Linked DNA regions of Sus scrofa: regions 2 and 3 are each linked to region 1. A link is a contact called in public HiChIP or PLAC-seq data. All regions are on one chromosome and are shown on one strand. Each heading gives the region's core, a stretch centred on a gene start, on an enhancer-like site or on the middle of the called end of the contact. The rest is flanking DNA. Distances are from core to core; before and after follow the strand shown. Region 1 holds the start of NFAM1 (NFAT activation molecule 1). Region 2 holds the start of SREBF2 (sterol regulatory element-binding protein 2). Region 3 holds the start of CENPM (centromere protein M).

What was found. HiChIP or PLAC-seq counts read pairs in DNA pulled down with a chosen protein or histone mark.
Region 2: an H3K27ac HiChIP or PLAC-seq map of alveolar macrophages shows a contact between it and region 1. The contact joins the promoter of SREBF2 here to the promoter of NFAM1 in region 1. A contact is called at or near these places in 1 of 47 Hi-C or Micro-C datasets (mesenteric adipose tissue) and 2 of 2 datasets of contacts at active chromatin or transcription factors (alveolar macrophages and skeletal muscle).
Region 3: a contact with region 1 is called in an H3K27ac HiChIP or PLAC-seq map of alveolar macrophages. The contact joins the promoter of CENPM here to the promoter of NFAM1 in region 1. A contact is called at or near these places in 24 of 47 Hi-C or Micro-C datasets (alveolar macrophages, brain, embryonic fibroblasts and 13 more) and 2 of 2 datasets of contacts at active chromatin or transcription factors (alveolar macrophages and skeletal muscle).

Annotation. Positions count from the first base shown.
Region 1 is chr5:6,294,691-6,299,262 of Sscrofa11.1, reverse strand. It overlaps NFAM1 (NFAT activation molecule 1), which reads right to left and starts at 2,342. Exons shown (of 8, transcript XM_021093097.1): 1 at 2,333-2,342; 2 at 952-984; 3 at 592-864. The coding sequence starts at 2,342.
Region 2 is chr5:6,782,623-6,787,194 of Sscrofa11.1, reverse strand. It overlaps SREBF2 (sterol regulatory element-binding protein 2), which reads left to right and starts at 2,471. Exons shown (of 19, transcript XM_021091444.1): 1 at 2,471-2,750. The coding sequence starts at 2,663. It overlaps MEI1 (meiosis inhibitor protein 1), which reads left to right. Exons shown (of 36, transcript XM_021091442.1): 36 at 1-1,238. CCDC134 (coiled-coil domain-containing protein 134) reads left to right here. Exons shown (of 7, transcript XM_021091452.1): 7 at 1-1,238.
Region 3 is chr5:6,675,548-6,680,119 of Sscrofa11.1, reverse strand. It overlaps CENPM (centromere protein M), which reads right to left and starts at 2,368. Exons shown (of 6, transcript NM_001159305.1): 1 at 2,256-2,368; 2 at 1,621-1,700. The coding sequence starts at 2,312.

The DNA of each region.
Region 1 (4,572 bases), core at 1,093-3,592:
CTGGCCCGGATGAACTTGCCCCCAAGCCACCTATCCCCAGGGCCAGTCTGAGGGGACCTGGAGCCAGGAAAGAGGCCTCTAGCTGTATTTCAGGAAGTGGGAGGTGCCATCCTTTTTGGCAACTGTGTCAATTCTGTGCCTCAGGCTCTGAGCTCCTGTGACCAGCAGCTGGCCTCGCCCCTCCCTGGCTAACACGGGCCAGGCACTGCGTGGCGGGCTCAATGCGGGGGCTCCACTGTGAGATCCTCGGGGACAAGCTGTCCCTTCCCAGGGATCCTGCACCCAACCTGAGGCCCCCTGGCCGCAGCAATGCCCACCCACCTCGTTCTAGGGCCAGGAGGTCCGGCTGTACACAGAGGGGCTGTTCCAGCAGCGAGGAGGCAGCGCTGCCCCTGCCTCTTCAAAAGCCACCTTGGCAAGGCATTAGCTAAACATCGCCTGGTCCCTGAAGGCGTCGCCTGTGAAGTCTGCAATGTTCAAAAGCAACCAGCAAATCCCCCGAGACAGGTCCGGGAATTAGCCGCCCGGAGGATGAAAGCGGCTCTGATGTGCGCGGCCAGAGAGCACGTGGGAAGAAGGAAGACGGTGTACCTGTGAGCTTCAGGTCCAGGGGAGCAGGAACAAGCCCAGGAGCCAGGGGGCCGAGAGGGGGCCCGGCGGCGCCCACCGCCCCGGAGGCCAGCTCTCCATCGGGCCCTTCACGCCAGCGTTCCTCCTTCCTCTTTAGCTCACAGGAGGGGACAGCTTCCAGGCAGCCACAGTTCCCCTTCACGTCCCCACCAAGCTCCTCCCTGGCCAGCCCTCTGCTTCCTCGAGGCCTCAGTGGGCCACCTTGTCCTTTCAATAACCCCAGAGTTTCCGCTCAAGCAGTGGGAACAGCCCCAAGCTTGGGGCCAGCAGGAAGGTCTCCCCAGCCCTCTTCCCTGGGCTATCGGCTTCTCCCTTCCTTACCCCCGTGCCAGCTGGTGGCCTGTTCAGAAGACACTGGTGACAGAGAGGGCACAGGATTTCCACGGGTAACCCCAGGGCTGGCGTAGCTGCGCACCTCTGAAACTCTTAAAAAAAAACCAGCCCCATTCACACAAACTTCCCCCGGAAAATAGTCTGGGAGCCCCTTAATTAACGTGCCCCTCGAAGAGCAGACTTTGCGGTTGGGAGGGGCAGGTGTGTGACGGAGAGGAGGGCCAGGCAGTTCGGGTGAGGGCAGGAGCCAGCTGCCCTTCATTAGCCCAGTGACGGCCGCAGTGGGTCCCCTGGGGAACGCCTCCCCCTCCAGCCCCCCCTCAAATGTCTCTCTTCCCTGCAGCTTCCCTAAACTTGAGCCCACCCCTCCCCCACCAGGAGACACATGAATTGCTTCCCCATCTGGCCCAACCAAAGCCCCTGTCCTCACTTCCATGGGCGCCAACTCAGGGCCAGCAATTATTTGCCACCTGGGGCCCTTTCCCCAGCAGACCGGGAGCTGCGCAGCCCTGGCATTGGAGCTCAGCACTGGGCAGAGCTGGATGCGGCTGGGGACAGATGTCTGCCCACGTGTTCGGAGCGGCAGAGGGAAGGGGTGGTGAGGAGCCAGCCAGCACCCTGGGGAAGCTGGGGTGAACCGAAGGTGCTGGGTTTCAGCACAAGCTGACACTGCCCCTCTTTTCTTCACGAGTGCCCGTCAATCCTCAAGATAAAGGTTATTATCCCAGAGTTCCCATCGTGGCTCAGCTGGTAAAGAACCCGACTAATATCCACGAGGATGCGGGTTCAACCCCTGGCCTCGCCCAGGGGCTTAAGGATCTGTGTTGCCGTGAGTTGTGGTGTAGGTCGCAGATGCAGCTCAGATCCTGTGTGGCTGTGGCTGTGATTGTGGTGTAGGCTGGCAGCTGCAGCTGTAATTTGACCCCTGGCCTGGGCACTTCCATATGCCGTGGGTGCAGCCCTGAAAAAAAAGAAAAAAAAAAAAAGGTTATTATCCCACTATGATAAACGATGCCCCCAAGAGGCAAAGAAACTTGCCCAAGATCAGGGCAGGTGCATGGGGCTGGCATTTAGTGGCCAGCTGTGCGAATCCGGAGCCTCTCTCCCACCCTGGCCGCGGCGTCTAGCGACGGCAGGACGGAGTCCAGTTTCCACCCTTGGTCTGAATGCTTTTCCCTCGGCTGCTTTGCACATGAACAATGAAAGCCAGGAGACGTTTGCCACCAACTCCAGGAGTGTCTGGGGACGGCAAGCGGGAGCGGGGCCCGCCAACCCGGGGAGGAAGGAAGACGAGTGCACACCAGACGTTTCCTACTGGCTGGGGGGCGGGCGGCAGGGACCCCGGCGGTATTGACTGTTGATCCATCACCGTGATACATGATCGCGTATGTCACAGTGAGACACAGATAATCTGCTTCACGCTGTTTCCAAGCTCCTGGGGGGCGCAGGTTGTCTAAGCACCTCGATGCCATGGTGATAGACGTCTCGTTAATGCCTCCAGGCTCAGAGAGAGCCTCACAAAGGCATCGGTCTGTGCCTCCAGGAGTCTCTTTACGACTTGGCATCGGGAGGCAGCTGAGTGCCAGGCTGCCTTGGAACATGAACCTGGGCTTTGCCTCCGCCGCCCACTCCGGGGCTCTTCTGCCTCCCCCATGCCTCCACAAAGCCCCCTGCCCCCTCACGGTGCAACCCACGCTCTGAATCTGCACCATGGAGCCCCGGGAACTTTGCCACTTCTGAGCCTGGGTCCAACCCACCCACGGCCTCTTGCCTGCCTGGGGCCTCCCATTTGTCTTCTTTCGTCTGATCCCCCTGAGCCGAGCACAGGGCCAGCACCTAGTACATGCTGCATAGACACTGGTGCACGAATGACAGGTGAATGGGCACAAGACGAGGATAAAATGCCTTCCTCCCAGGCTTGCCGTGTAGGTGGGCGCCCAGCATTGAACCTGGCACCTAGGAGGCTCCCATCAGGCTTCCATTGGTGGGAGGCAGCGGCTAGACTCCAGGGTGGGGTGTGAGGAGGCCACACCCTCCTCAGGCAGGACTTGGAAAGCAGTGGCTGGGGGTCTCGGGTCATTACTGAGTTTCCTGGATGCTCTGAAGCTGTGCAGCCTCCTGGGCGGATGCAGACCTGGACCTCGGGTGGGGAGCCAGCGGGCCGCGGCTGCGCCGTCAGGGCCTCAGGAACCGGGTGATGGGAAGGAAACCGCAGCACATTCGGAAACCTCATGTTCTTCAAAACTCTCCACTGAAGTGGCTGCCTAGCAGCGAACTTCCCAGACTCGGATCCAGGGGATTTTCCTCCCCCCTGCCCTTGGCAGGGGCTGCAAATAAGTGAGCAAGAGGAAGAACAGAGGACATGAGGCTCTGATGGCATCTCCAGTTGGCAGCCGGGGGTTTTGCAGCCTTTGGGCCAGGCCTCCACAGCTGAGTCTTCAGGCAAGGCCCTAGGACCATGCCTTTCAGCTCTTGCTCTTGTCCATTCATCTGTCCATCCATCCACCCATCCATCCATCCATCCACCTACCCATTCATCCATCCATCCCTTTGCATTTTGTTGAGCACACATTCTTCACCAGGCACTGGCCTCAGCAGAAGGATGCAGAAGTGAAGGACCCCAGCTTCTAGGAGCCCCAGTCAGCTGGGAAAGCAATAATCAGCATGGTTACACTATCGCAAGGCAGTTCAGAGTAGTTACTGGATGCCAGGCACTGTCTCAAAGCATTTTAATCTACACATCAATTTAGTGTCCACCCCAGTTCCATGAGATAGGTATTCTAATTGCTTCCGTTTTCCAGATAAGGACACAGAGGCACAGGAAGGTTAAAAGAATATTTGGCCAAGGTAACATAGCTAAGGAATGTGTCCAGGGAAGTGACTCTGAGGACGGCCCCAGCCCCCGCTCCTGAGCACTGCTCCGCCTGCCTCAGTGGTGGCAGTGTGTCAGGGCAAAGAGGCGGGGAAGAAGGGAGTTCCTCGGGGTGGAGGGAGGAGTGGGTGCCCAGGAGGACTTCATGGAGGAGGCAGCAGCTGTGAAGGAGTTGAAAGAAGGGGCGGAGCACATAGGTCCCCTGCAGTCCTTTTTTTAGGTCCGTACCTGCGGTATATGGAAGTTCCCAGGAGAAGGGTCAAATCGGAGCTATGGCTGCCAGCCTACGCCACAGCCACAGCGACGCCAGATCCGAGCTTCATCTGTTGACCTACACCACAGCTCACGGCAATGCTGGATCCTTAACCCATTCAGCCGGGCCAGGGACAAAACCCACATCCTCATGGATACTAGTTGGATTAATTTCCATTGTGCCACAATGGAAATTCCCCCCATCCTTTTTTTTTTTGGCCACACCCACAGCATGCAGAAATTCTGGGACCAGGGATCAAACCTGCACAGTAGCAGTGACCTGAGCCACCGCAGTGATAACGCTGCACCACCAGGGAACACCTCTCCTGCAGTCTAAGGTGTCTCATCCATACAAAGACTAAAGCTTTCCAAACTGGACCACAATCGCTGGCCTCTGTGTACTTATTAAGTACTTACTGTGTGCCAGGCAGTGGGAGCACAAAACGCGAGTCATAGTTTTGCCCCCCGAGGGGCTCCCCATATAT
Region 2 (4,572 bases), core at 1,222-3,721, 490 kb before region 1:
AAGAGAGGGGCCCACTCTTATCCTGTCTTCACCTCTGCCCCATCTAGCATCTCTGTTCTCCTGGGTTTTTCCTTCTACACCTTCACTTCTCTCCATCTTGGCTGATCCCTTCTCCACCTTCAAATGGACTCAAGTTTCCCCATCTGACACCTTAAGAGGTACAAATAGAACTATTCTGCTCTCGTCCCTGGGCAGGTCCACCTGGGAGCTGTGGGAGCATCTGTAGAGTGGGAGACAGACTGGGTCCACTTACCTGACCTGGTGCTCAGAGATCCCTCTGCAGAGGTTTACTGAGGCTCTGGGATGGGAAGGCATTGGACCACAATGAAAGTGAGCCATATGGTATGCCAGCATCACCCCCAGTGTGGGGAGCCCTGTGCGAGCCACTGAAGGGTACATGTGAAGATGACACTGCCCAGCTCAGTGCCTGGACCAGAGCAGGGCAGCGGGGTTTGATTTTGTTTCCGGGTAAGACTGGTGTAACCTATACCGGCTCTTCTGCATGTAAACAAGAGAACGTTCCTCTCTCCCCCAGGTACTTTATTATGTTATACATGTTCATTATAAAAAGTAATTTAAATAATACTGAAATGCCAAGAAGAAAGTAAGATTCACCCTGGGAGTTCCTGTTGTGGCTCAGCGGGTTACAAACCCGACTAGTACCCATGAGGATGCAGGTCTGATCCCTGGGCTCACTCAGTGGGTTAAGGATCCAGTGTTGCCATGCGCTGTGGTGGTATAGGTTGCAGATGTGGCTCAGATCCTGTGTTGCCGTGGCTGTGGTGGAGGCTGGCAGCTGCAGCTCCGTTTTGACCCCTAGCTTGCGAACTTCCACATGCTGCAGGTTTGGCCCTAAAAAGCAAAAAAAAAAAAAAAAAGAGAAAGTAAGATTTACCCTGAATCCTACCACTCCCATAATTATAACTGACACTCAGCTATTAGGCCTTCCATCCTGCCCTTCATGTGACACACAGATCCTTGTTTTCTCAGTTATAATAACTACCTTGCAGGGGCCCTAACCGTATGTCAGGCCTTATTCCAAGTGCTGGCTTCCATCAGCTGCTTCTGCTGCAGGGCCTTTGTGTTGTTTGTTCCCTTGGCTATACCAGATGCAGTTCTCATAATTTCAGGTTTCGTCTTAAATATCAATGTTTTCTTTACCGGACCAGAGGCTCTCAGAGGGCAGGAATTGTCTCTTTGCTTGCCCCAGAGATGTTCAATAAATATTGTCAAATGAATGTGCAATGTGATTGGTTGAATTGTGTGATTCCACTTTCCTCACAACTATGAGGGACACTATTCCCATGTTAGAGATGACAAAACTGAAGCTTAGGGCGTTTATTTAGCTCAGAGTCACTCGTTCATAAATGGACCCGTATGCCTGCCTTCACAGGGCCTGTGAAGTCTGTCTTGACCACCAAGCAACAGCTGCCTCTCACAGACCAGCAGTAAACATACTTTCCCCTTTTAATACTGTGAAAGTCGTTGTCAACAGATAGACATTCATGTATGTAATGTTTAATGATGCCATGATAATTACATTGTGTGGATGTAATTTATTCAGCAGGTCGTTATTGGGCTTCCCAATTTTTCTCAATTTACAGAAGACTCTGATGAACGCCTTTGAACACACAAACTTGCAAATTTTTTAAACACTCATATTTGTCTTCCTTATTTATAAATTCCTAGAAACGTGCACATTTGTTTATATCGTGACCAGCTGCAGAACTGAGAAGTTTAAGAGTGGGAATCCGTGGGTGGGTTGCGCCTCATAATCCCCGCATGATGCTCATGCCCGGACCCAACCTCTGGAGGCCTGTGATAGTTCCAGGCACTGGCATTATTTTAAAGGACTGCAAGGGATTCTGATGTACCGGGGTGAGACTGGGTGAGGCTGTCGGAGTAAGCGCGTCGTCGCGGCAGGTGCAAAGGCGCATGAATTGCAAAACATGCTCCACTCTTAGGCGGTTCGCGAGCTTTCGTAGCGCCTTTGCAAGGGGCTTAGCTGGAACGTGACTTTAACGATCTAAGGATTCCTCCGTGCTCCAGTACTAGGGGTCTAGGTTTGATTCCACCCGCTTCCCCAGCGGGCTGGGATCGTGGGGAGGGCGGGAACAGCTGGGAAGATGACGTAATGTGCTTAAGGCTGGCTTCGGGGGCCTCCCGCGGCCGGGGGCGGAACTTGTTAACCCTTCAACTCCCAGCAGTCAGAGGTAGTAGCTTGCGGAGCCAAACCAACAAAAAAGGGAGCGGTTCCTTTAAACGAGGGGAAGAAGGTTGGACTGAGGACCCGGAGCCTTCTCTTCGCATTCGCTAAGAGGCCGCCAGGGGAGGAGCCTTCTTATGCAAATCTGAGCTGCTGATCGTTGACGCGCCATCACCCCACGCGCCGCTCCGCAAGGCGATTGGTCAAGATGGGCCTGGTCCCATTGACAACAAACAAGGGGGTGCGCGGCCTGGGGGCGGGGCCATAGAGGGCGCGGGTTGGGGCGGGGGAATCCCGCCCCGCCCTCCCGCGCAGCGCAAACATGGCGGCGGTTGGCACCGGCCGGTGAGGCAGTACCGGGCGGGAGCTCTTGGGTGTCATGGGTGGTGACGGCGGCACCGCCCTCGCGTCTCCCTGAGCGGGACGGCAGGGGGGTCCTCTGCGCCGAGCCGGGCGATGGACGAAAGCGGCGAGCTGGGCGGTCTGGAGACCATGGAGACCCTCACGGAGCTGGGCGACGAGCTGACCCTAGGGGACATCGACGGTGAGTGATGGGTGGGTGGGTGGATGGGAGTGCGGGGGCGCGCGGAGAGGAAGGGGTTACGGCGGCGCGCGCGGGGGCGCGTACGCCCATCCCCCGGCACCCCAGTCTCGCGCGGGAAGAACCGGCACGCGCGGTCGCCCCGGCAGTCCCCAGCCCTCGGCGCTGCGGGTTTCAGCCCCGCCGGGCCGCTCGGTTTCGGCAGACCATGGGATCTTGTCGGGGGCGTCGCGGGGGAGCGGCCTGAGGGGAGCGCGCGGCCGCCGTTTCCCTTGCGCGCCTACACGCGCCGCCCGAGGTCCCGCTTGCCAGCCAGCGGGCCCACGTCGCACCTGTCACTCCCCGCCCGGCCGCGTGGGCAGCTTGGGATTCCCGGGGCCGGGCCCCCAGGCTCCGCGCGCTCACCCCTCAGGTCTTCTCCGGGTTGAGCCACGGCCCAGTTTCTCCGTGCTTCGGGAAACTTTGGGCAGCGAGCGGCCGCAGAAGCAGGTTGCTGATGAAACGAGTGGTGGCGGCGTAACGTGGACGCATCTCTCCGGGGTTGAGACCGGGCCGCTCCTGCTGTCGTTCTGCACAGGGAGTTGAGCAGCAGGAGTTTTGAGTTGTGGCCCCTCGGGGACAGGCTGGGGAGCGGGTGGCCTTTGTTCCGACGACCTTAACAGCGGAAAGGAAGAGCTGGTAGGAGCCCAGGGATGCTCTCTTGCAATACTCTCATTTGGTGGCTACGGAACCTAAAGTTTGCAGAGGGTCAGCGGCTTGCCCGGGGTCCCCCAGCTGGTTACAGAGCACAGTTCCTGGGCCAGTGTTGGTGTCGCCACTACCTGATCCTGGGGGGTGAGGAGTCCAGTGAATAGGTTAGTCACCAAAATAATAATTCTCAGTAGTTGGGCTCTTCCGATATTCTAGGCCCCAGACACTTTATATTGTTTCACTTATTCCTCACTACAGTCACTCGAGATAGATGTTCTTATTGCTCCTACTTTACAGGACACTGAGAGCAGGAGGTGTTAACTTTAGATTGTCCAGAACCCATGCTCTTAATCAGTAACTCAGGTGTGTTTTGCTCTTGAGTTTTACCAAGTGCTTTCAAGTCCAAGATCTCACTACAGCCTTGCAGGCAGGTAGGATGGCTCCCATTTAATTATACAGATGAAGAAACCCAGGCAGCAGAAGATTCTCTTCCAGGGGATGAGATAGTGGCAGAGGCTAATTGAAAAGGATCTGTTTCACATTTTGCTTTGGTTACATTTCACCCCTCGGCCTGACCTTGCTTTCTGATTTTGGTCATCCAGGCAGTGTGGTAAGATCCTTAAATGAAACCTCAAGTCTAACCACAGACTTTTCCACTGAGTGCTGCTAAATACAGAGATGTGTTGACAAATGGGGGAGGGAGGTTCTGAGAACTTAACAAGGGCAGCTAACATGTTGTGAGTATTTACGTGCCAGGCACCGTATTAAATCCTCACACATATTAATGTTTTAGATTCTTTTTTTTTTCCTTAGTTTTATTTTAAGGCCGCACCTGCAGCATATGGAAGTTCCTGGGTCAGGGATTGAATTTAAGCCACAGCTGCGACTGGGGCAATACTCAATCCTTTAACCCACTGTGGGGGGCCAGGGATGGAACCTGCACCTGAGCCCCTGCCCTGCAGTTGGATTCTTAACCCACTGTGCCACAGTGGGGACGCTAATGTTCTCAATTCTTAACGAGTTCCATCAGGGAGACTCCTTGTCATACTACACTCCTCCCCTTCTTGTGGATCCTGACACTGAGGCTCAGGGCCTCATTAACTTACCCAAGTTTACATAGCCAGTAAGGATTATG
Region 3 (4,572 bases), core at 1,119-3,618, 380 kb before region 1:
ACAAACCTGACTAGTACCCATGAGGATCCTGGTTAGATTCCCAGCCTTGCTCTGTGGGTTAAAGGATCCGGCGTTGCTGTGAGCTATGGTGTAGGTCAAAGATGAGGCTTGGATCTGGCATTGCTGTGGCTATGGGATAGGCCAGGGGCTGCAGGTCTGATTGGACCCCTAGCCTGGGAACTTCCTTATGCCACAGGTGTGGCCCTAAAAAAAAAAAAAAAAAAAAAAAAAAAAGTGCAATTCTGCTTCCTGCCAAATGCTCCAAATAGCAGAGAACTGGAAATATCTGGCAATGGAATGAACAGATGACTTTATGGGTGGTTTGCTTTTCCTGCCTAAAAGTCTGAAGAGTTATTTACTCTTGAGGTTCAATGACTTAGGTAAGCTATAACTTGCAGGAAGTGTTCTGTATCCACCTTTCCTGCAATAAGATATACGTACCCTGGGAATAGTTTTCTTCTATTACACTTTGAACTCTTTTGCTGTGACCTTCTCAAATCTTTCGTCTTTGTAAATAATTAAGTTTTCAACCAAGTCTTCTCTACTCCTTGTTGTTTCTATATATTTATTAGATAGATCTTATATGGTATTCTTTTTGATCTTTTTTTGCCCTTAGCTCTGAAACCTCTCTTTTCCTCTCATTCTGTTGTGTTATCACTTGGCTTTGAATGCGTCTTTTAAAAATCCGCATTCTTATTAAATGTCTCAGTGGCAAAAAGCACTCAAAAAGACTTGTTCTCCTCTTTCCAGAGGGGTTTCCTCTTCCGATTTTTGCATGCCATGTGACTTGCTCTTTTTTGGCAATGGTTTCCATGACACTTCTTTCCGTCTCGCTCAAGGTAGGCAACTGTGCCCATATTTTCCATTTACTCTGATGCTAATTAAACTACTTTTGTTTTTAATCCTTTCCTATTTCTGAGCTATGGGTTTGAGGTTTGTGGTTATGTGTTTGATGTTCTACAGCCTAAGAGCCTGGCAAGATAGGCAGAGCACAGATGGACCTATGAACAATCTTTATTTCAAGGGGAAGGTTATGTTCTTATTCTAACTAGTAAGGGGGCATTTCCAATTCCCATACAGGAAATACCCTCTAGATCAGGATCATTCTCCTTCAGTATAGAGCCCTGGAGCTATCTTTCTATCAGGAGAATAACACCCACACACATTCAGTCACTTGACTCCCCTCAGCAGCTGTTTCTACTCTTTTTCATTTAGAAAAAGGAAACAAAATAAACTTTTCAGTCAGCTTTTCTCCAAATTTGGGGGTTGTGTGAGCATCTACTTGGTACCACGTACTGGTCAAGGCACTGGGGAATCCCCAGGGAGCGAACGTCAAAGTCCCTGTCCTCAAGGGGGCTGACCTTGGGGTCCCTCAGGGTGGCAGACTGTTAACAAGTAAACAAACCAGAGAACAAGGAAATTTCTTACGGTGCCAAGTGCTAGAGAAAAGTAGAACAAGTGTGTGACAGAGAGTGGTGTAGGATACCTTAATCGGGGCCAGATCACGCGTTAGGGCGCCCAGAGGTTGGCGCCCGCCTCTCTGGCGGTCCCCTCACCCCCACCTCGCTCTCCCTCGCGCCCAGGTCAGCGATCGGACACCCTGGGCATAAGGTTACTTACACCTTCAGCTCCGAGGCACAGTCCTCCTTGAGCATCGAATCGGCCAGCTGCTGCAGAAGAGCATCCTCTGTGCCCACCAGCTGCGCAGAGAGCAAAGGCGACGGACTGATACCAGGGCATAGCAGTCCCGCTAGAGGGCCTGGGGATCAGGCCACAGACTCAAGACAGCTGCACCCCAAGATTCCGGCTCCAGCACGCGAGGCGCCCTTTACCGAGACGACTACAGAAGGCACGGGTGAGGATCAGAGGTTGGCACCTGCTCCGGTCCTGTCCGGTCTGCACTCACGACCTCTCCGGACCCTCCCTCGGATGGCCTCGTCTCTCCGGGAGGCCAGACCCCGCCACGCAGGAAAACCAAGTCTTGGACACCTCACACCCCGCACCCCGCCGCGCGCGGTCTCCCCGCCCATCCGTCCCACCAATCAGAAACTGGGAAAGAGTCTGCCGCGCACTTATTGGTGGACACGTCCCTCGGCCTCAAGAGGACCGCTATTCCGATTGGTTCAGAGCGTGACTCTCCCGCCCACCACACCCCTGCCAGAATAGCCCGCGCCAGGCACCTCGGAGAGCTCGGAGAGCGGAGGCGCAGCTTAGGAGGAAGGGCGGGCGGGGGAGTCGCGGCTGTTGACGCCTACCAATATGGTGGCCGTGTTCAGGCCCGGCAGCTTGTCCATCGGCCGCAACACCGACATCGCAATGACAGGCGAACCGCCGCTCCCGCGGTGCGCGCCGGGCTTTCAAACCGCCCGGTGTTCCGCCTCTACTGCGAGACCAAGGGTCACGTGACATTTCCCGGGCGGGGCTTCTTGGGGGCAGGACGAGGCCTCCTTAAAGGAACCGCTACCTGCTTTTCTGAGGGGGACGTTCCAGCGCTGGCCCTGGGCACATAAAGCGCTCCCTGAGCGAGAGGACTTTTATTTCAGTCCTGGGAGAAAGAAGACATTCAGTGATTCATTCATTCATTTTCGTTCATTCATCCTGCATTTGTAGTACTCCTGATGCCTTCCAAACCTGTCCTTCCCTCATCTTCTCCATCTCTATTGTGCAGCTGTTCCGAGCAAAACCTTGGGTCATTCTTGGCTCCTCTTCTCTGCACCTCCCATCCAATCTGTAAGCAAGCCTGTGGGTTCTGTTCTTAAAAGACAGCTGGGGGGTTTTGTTGTGGCGCAGCAGAAATGAATCCAACTAGTATCCACGAGCTTGTGGGTTCTATCCCTGGCCCCGCTCAGTGGCTTAAGGATCCGGTGTTGCTGTGAGGTCTGGTGTAGGTCGCAGACCTGGCTTGGATGTGTTGCTGCTGTGGCTGTGGCGTAGGCCAGCCGCTGGAGCTCCGATTGGACCCCTAGTCTGAGAACCTCCTTATGCCGCGGGTGTGGCCATAAAAAGCAACAAGAACAAGAAAGAAAGGAAGGAAGAAAGAAAGAGGCATCTAGAAGCTGACCATCTCTCACCACCCCCACTCCCCCACCAGGATAAGCCCCAGTTATTTCTCTTCCAGTCTATTCTAACAGCCTTCTCACTGTCTCCCTGCTACCACCCTGGTCTCCAAGGCTACTAGCTATTCTTCACGCAGCAGTCAGAGTTATCCTTTCAAAACAAATCAAAGCAGATACTTCTCTGGTCAAAACCCACCAATAGTTCCCCTTTCACTCAGAGTATACTGCAAAAGCCTTACATGGCCTTTGAGACTCGTGTGATCTTCTGCTCTTTTCCCTGCAATGTCAGCTCCAGGACCTCCGCCGCCCAGGGTTCCCTCTGGCTGAAATGCTCTTCTCCCAAATAGTCATTTTGTTTATTTCCTATCTTTGTGTTTCTGCTGCAATGTCACTTTATCAGAGGGGAGTTTCTTTTTTTCTTCTTTCTTTTGCTTTTTTAGGGCTGCAGGTGAAGCATATGGAAGTTTCCAGGCTAGGGGTCGAATCAGAGCTGCCTCTGCCAGCCTGTACCACAGCCACAGCAACACAGGATCCGAGCCACAGCTACGCCACAGCTCACAATAACGCCAGATCCTTAATCCACTGAGTGAGGCCAGGGATCATTCCCACATCCTCACAGAGACTACATCAGGTCTTTAACCCACTGAGCCACAATGGGAACTCCAGGAGGAGCCAGTTTAGGTCAGAGGAGAACCTGCTAAGAAGGTGATGAATGAGTGAAAGAGGAGCCCGTTAAATGCAGTGAAGAGGACTCAGGCAGAAGGAGCAGCAAGTGCTAAGACCCCAAGCAGGGAGCATTGCTGACACTTCTGAGGGGCAGCAAGGAGGCCCGTGGCTAAAGCAGGTGGAGGTGAGGCTAGAGGAGGGATCGAGGGTCAGGTGACTGAGGCCCTTAGAGAGTCTAGGAAAGACTTTGGACACTGGTCAGCATTTTCCAGGAGGGGCTGAGCTGAGACCTATTCAACCAACTTGTGCTGAGTGCCTGTCTTGGGCCAGGCCTAGTGCCCGGGACGGAGCCCCAGGCATCAGAGGTGCCATCTCTGCCTCACGGAGTTTTGGTGGATGGGCAGATGACAGCCACCAAGGGTGGCATAGTGGGAAGTAGCTGGAGCCCAGATGAAGCTGCATGAAGGCTCCCTGGGGAGCCCCTGCTGCACTTGGCTGGGGAGGTAACTGTTGGCTGAGGCGTTGGGGTGTTTGGTGCTTGTCCCATAGGGATTGCAATAGAAAATAGTTGTGTGTACAAGCCAGACTGTGATGAAGGGTAGAGAATGGCAGGAAGGCCAGACCTGGAGGTTTCTGTGTCATCAACACCCAGAACTGGCAGGGCCATCAGAGACCCTCTGGACCAGTGTTTTTCAAACTGGCTTCTGGGAGAAGCTGAGGGAGTGGAGGATTCCTGCCCACCCCCCCTTAGCAGAAGCAGGGGGCTTTACCTCTATTACATATTGACCTTCCCATAAACTTCAGTGTGAATAATCACATGGGAGTTGCCATTGTGGCTCAGCAGATTCAG